Linked DNA regions of Gasterosteus aculeatus: region 1 is linked to region 2. The links are chromatin contacts, called in public Hi-C maps. All regions are on one chromosome and are shown on one strand. The core of a region is the stretch at or near the end of the contact, and the rest is flanking DNA. Distances in the headings are between cores, read along the strand shown.

Region 1 (2,717 bases), core at 39-2,538, 100 kb after region 2:
GCATCGTGATTTGGAGTTCGGACTCTGAACAAGAACAACACGACATTTTCAACACTCACCTGAGTGACAATCATGTAATTCAGATTTTTGGAAAACCTTTGTGTGAGCCGATCTTGTTGTGCATCACATTGATGGGGAGTGTGTGTACATAAAAAAGTAATACCTGCTTCTTAATAATACCTTAAATACCTTAAAATACCTTAAATACTTTAACAATTACTGGATAGATGGCCAAGATATTTCGTAAAGACTTTAAAAATCCTCAGAGGACAAATTCTGGAGTATCTTCTGTGGCCACCTGATCTGTTCTGGTAGTGTCACCTCGGGTCAAATGTTTCACTTCATCCTGAGAATATCTAAATCATCTCAAACAACTGCAGCACCGAGCGGCTGACGCACAGTTGTGAAGGACGTGGCCAACTATTGGATGGATTACCATGAAACAAATGTCATTCATGTCCCCTTGGGGATGAACTCAATTTAATTTGGGTGTCCACTGACTTTTCCATTCTTTCCACGAAAATATCAACATTTGAATGGAATTGAATGAAAAAACTCTAGAAATGTCTTGTCCATAATGCTTCTGTTTGGGCATTTGGTTCAAATCAATTCTGCACCTGCGCAAAGATGCTGTAAAAGTTCTGTTAGTCAGTAAAACAATAAATTCATTGCCTGATGTTTTTGTGTAAATGCACCCGGGGAGCGCTTCCATTGGAATGAATGTGGCACCATGCAGTTCTGCTCGTATGGGCCGTTGATGGACGTCCATTTTTCCGTACAGCAGTATAACTAAGCACCATCACGCCCAGCGGTCTTACAGCGGCTGAGGATGCGACTTACGCTGCTTCCTTGGTGTCTCTCCATCAACATCCCTTCAACGCGACACTTGAGCCGGCTGCAGCGAGGTCAGCCATATCCTTTGACCCTTTAGCCACTCATTGACATTCACCTCCTCCCCTCTGAAAAGTTGATGTTGACCATGTATTAAACTGCCAAGATGGATCGTCGGCGTCAACCCTCCCCCCCCCCTCGGCTGAAGGGACAGCGTGCGACTTTGTCTCTACGTCAAGGACGCACACAAAAGCGCGACGGCGCCCTCGCCGGCGCCTTCTTTGACCTTGTCGAGGATTCGCCTGCTTCATTTGCATCCCTTCAAAACGCAGCATCCACATGAGGCGGGGGTCTCGTCTTTTGAGGCCAGATCCCCAATTCGTCCCCTTCTCTGTCCCACGCTTCTGTGCACATTGTTCCACATGATTAGCCATGTGTGATGGCGCTGTCACAAAGCCCTCGTCGCTGGCCGCGCCCACGGACACACAGACGCACCTGTCGGTCACGTGCACGTGGACGTCGCTTGGTAACAGCTCGGACCGTCAAGCAAGTGACTCAGAGTCTTTGAGATAATGTGTTACTCACACAATTTGTTGGGCCTATTTAGGGCACATCTTGTTGCGAGGCATCGAATAGCGCGATGTGTCACAATTGTGGATTAACGCAGACACTTGCTCTCTAATTATCCCCCAACACAAGAGTGATGCAATGTGGCGTCGCGCTGATAAGACGTGTTTCGCTCTGAGCGAGTTTCTCGGTCTAATTAATAACAAATGGTATTTTACTCTCGGCCTCCATCTGTAATCGAAATACTTTTGAGATCGGAGATTGCCACACAAGTCCCTGATAAGTGAATCCACTTATATAGTTGCACCCCCTGGTGTTGATTCGTTATCTGCGGCGCTGATGGGACGAGAGGAATCAGAAGTCACACATCGTACATTGTCAGCTAAGATTAGTGCACCAGAAATGTCCTTTTGGACCTTGAGTTTCCAGCCTTCAGCTGTGTTTGTGTCATCGTTTTTATAACCTGAGTTTGTGAGGCTAGGATAATATTTCCTTTTTCTTCAAAAATGATCTCGTCATCAGATCTCACATCCTGGATCCCCAAACCGTGTCCTGATTTCATTGTGAACACGGTCTGTCAAGGAGAAGTTGTCCATTCATGCAGTCACGGTGCACAGTCGTCTAATGGCTCAAATTGCCATTGTCATGGTGTCTGTGCTTGTAGCGCCCTCTGCTGGAGCCTCACATGTGCTCCAAGTGCAGGAAAACAAGTGTGCTGTTGCTCTCTCGGGCTCCTGCTTGAAACACGGTTGAATCCGCACATTTCATTCCTCTCTGAGCTGATCACCGTTAATAAAAGCACAGTATTGTCCGCTCACCACCGATGGCATGAGTTGTCTTCCCCGTTGTCGACCCTCAGCAGCACTGTGGACTTTGTGTGTCGTTGCACTGATTATCTCTGGGTAATGAATACTGTGATGTGACCCACATCTGCAGCATATTCATTCTCTAACAACTACACTAATTATAGAGCTGCATGAATTTAGATAGGGAGGTTAATAGCGCGCTATTTTTCGACACTCGGTCGCCAGCGCTTTTCCACTTTCAAAACTTGAGTTGTCTTTGCAAGTAGACTGAAGAGAAATGATCCATATGTGGAGACTAAATTGTAAACTACCTGATACCGTTCTGCCTGAGAAGCCCAATTATGAACAATGCACCCATGAAACCCCCCACTAAATGTGAGCATCCATCCCATGTTCTGACTATCTGACCTTTGTAGCTAACTAACTATGGAGTGTGATGTGTTTCATGACGAGCTGCCGGTTCAGGATAAATCAACTTTTTCGGTGCTGGGAGAAGAAAACGCTGCAGGGTCG
Region 2 (2,700 bases), core at 183-2,682:
CTTGTATTCTGTGAGTTCCCTGGACTGCTGCCGTGACTGCTACCTACAATGAGACAAAAGGAAAAACGGTTCAAGGACACATCAAGTCCAGTTGGTAATAAACTAGTACAATTGTTTACTTTTAAGTCAGCAGACTGCAAAGTTGCATCACCAGCCACTGAGACATGGCCAATATTCTGATTGACAGGAACATTTAATGCATGTTTTAACCCTATTACACTTAAATCACTCAAAAGGCAGCGAGAATTCACGCTGTGTGTTGTATCATAATATACATTGTTAAAATATTCCTAAAACTCAGCTCACCCCAGCCCCATCCTGACAGGCCACACAATTAAAATGTTTAATTAAATGTTTTTTTATTTTATTTCTACAAACCAAGACGGCAGTCCTCACATCACCTTTACAGGTAACAGAAGGAAATCCTTTTGTGACGCTTAGCTGACGGAATGTTTTCACCCGGATGGTTAGAAGACTCTTTGAAAAGGACTTCGAAGATATGGTCAGGAGACTTTTTCAAGACCGTGGCTTCACCCCCCCCCCCCAAACACGCCTGCCAGGGTCACTGTTAAAAAGTTCCCCGTTTGTTTCTGACCTGATCGGAACTGCACGTGAATGGTTCTCCCGAACAGCGACGTCCCGTCGAGTAGTTGCATGGCGTACGGCACGGACACTTCGTGTTTGTAGACAGCAAAACCGAATGTTTTCTGTTTCCCATCCGGGTCTTTGGGAATTTTAGTTTTGATGAGAGGCCCCGCCTGCAAAAGGAAAAAACAAACAAGTAGACGCTAATGACGTTAACGTCAACGAAGCAGCAGCTAACGTTAGCTAAGGCTAAAAAAAAAAAAACAAGTAGACGCTAATGACGTTAACGTCAACGAAGCAGCAGCTAACGTTAGCTAAGGCTAACTCCCGTGAGTGCATTGCAAATATCAAAAAGGTACGTGCGCACCACAAACATTGGTAATATCACACACACACACGTCTACACTAATTGTAAAAGAGCATACCGTTTAACGGTTTAATATTTGGAACTGACCAGCTTCCAATCTGTTAGCATGTTGCTCGGAATGCTATCTGTTGACTTTACGATTGCTAGCTAACATAAAAAAATGTAAGCGACAACCGCACCTGCACAAACAGCTCGAACAAAAGCTCCTCCGACACTTTTGTATCCAAATTCCTTATGAAGAGCGTCCGGTCCGCTTCCTCCTCTATTCCCATTTTGTTTGAGCAGATACTCGCTCTCTCAAGCAACAGGAATGCTAACGTCTAGCGTAAAAAAAAAAAGCGCTGTGACAAATATAGCCGGAAGGCCCAGGGGCCGCAAAGGGAACTGCCGTTAAACACACGCTTCTGTCGTAGTGAACAGCGGTGGCTTTACGACACATATGTCAATCAAAGATAGAAGTGGTCCTTTGCTTGGATGATAACTGCTGCTTATCTGCGTAAACATAAATGCAAATATGTTTCTAATAGAAATGTGTGAAAATTGCAATGTTTTATATTTGGGGTACACTGTTTTTTTAAGCTCCTGCAGCATAGTAACACAAACATAAGCATTGTACCGTATATAAAAACGACACAGAACAGAAGAGCTGTTGGTACGTAACATGCAATTAAATACCCATTCTAGCATTCTGTTTACAACCAGAAAAAGATGCCATGTTCCATCGCATTTTGAATTGCATGCTTCTTCTCTTTTCTTTTAGTAAACACTGCAGCAGCCTTTCCAAAAACATGAACTGAACAGATAAATCAATCACCAATTGTTGCTTTCTGCCAATTCACTGATCTATTGATCACTAATCGGTTCCTTTCTACATGCTGTATTACTCTTCCGGTCTGCTTTATTGTTTTTATCATCACGTGTCTTGTCATAGAAAGGAAAAGCACAAATATGACTTTAGCAATAACTGCGTCTCACTTAGCTTTGACAGTGTGACTCTGAGTCAGTACAGAAAAGTTTATTAAAATCTAACTATTCACACGCATTTTCTACTGTCTGATTGCCTTCTGTGTACGAGACAGGCATTACTGTTTGCACCTATTTTCTGCACTACATTTCTTTCATATTTTTATTGTATTTTTAAATATTCCTTTTTGTGCCTTGCCCATACTGTGCAATTCTGTCTTCTATGTTGAAGCCAGAGGCAACGTTAACTTTGCTAATAACAAATCCTTCTTCCCCTGTATGGCATATTCAGTCTCTCTGACTGCCTGGCTGTTACACACAGATAAGGCTTTCTATCTTTTTACCCTGTGGCTCAGTTTTTGGGTCAGTGACTCGGTGCCGCTGGTGGTTGCGACATTGCAGAGTGTGGAGGTCAAGCGGGCGGCGTGAGAGGCTTGACTTCCTCCCTAATCAGATTAAATATATCAATTCAAAACTAATGATTTTCTCCTTCATGCCTGGGAGATATCCTCAAGGATTATGCTTTAAGTCAGACCAAATTGTGATGACACATCAGAGACAATCTGAATCTTTGGCTTTGTCATGGTGTTTAATTCATGAAAGAACAAAGTGGGCCGCATGCTATAGTCTCTCCACCTTGAAATCTCTATGATTTATTTATTCCAGGAAAGGTGCTCATTCCATCACTTTCATTACTCACGTGGCAATAAACACAGCAATTTAACACCAAAACCGTTGCTGTCATCATGTCTTGCGGGAGCTTTGCCGCTGTGAACAGTTGTTAA

Evidence for each region. A called contact is a pair of places that touch in the nucleus more often than the background predicts.
Region 1: a contact with region 2 is called in a Hi-C map of whole body, with 7 times the contacts expected there. The contact joins the enhancer-like site here to the promoter of rbm7 in region 2. A contact is called at or near these places in 4 of 6 Hi-C or Micro-C datasets (blood and trunk muscle, skeletal muscle and whole body).

The regions. Positions count from the first base shown.
Region 1 is chr1:4,745,818-4,748,534 of fGasAcu3.hap1.1, forward strand. No RefSeq gene overlaps it. Among protein-coding and RNA genes, the nearest start is that of LOC144411482, 24 kb to the right of the region's middle. Within about 2 kb of position 1,289, at least 1 of the 9 cell types and tissues checked has open chromatin away from gene starts, as enhancers often do.
Region 2 is chr1:4,645,980-4,648,679 of fGasAcu3.hap1.1, forward strand. It overlaps rbm7 (RNA binding motif protein 7), which reads right to left and starts at 1,433. Exons shown (of 5, transcript XM_040188212.2): 1 at 1,132-1,433; 2 at 596-758; 3 at 1-43. The coding sequence starts at 1,224. LOC144411472 (a long non-coding RNA gene) reads left to right here and starts at 758. Exons shown (of 2, transcript XR_013468646.1): 1 at 758-940.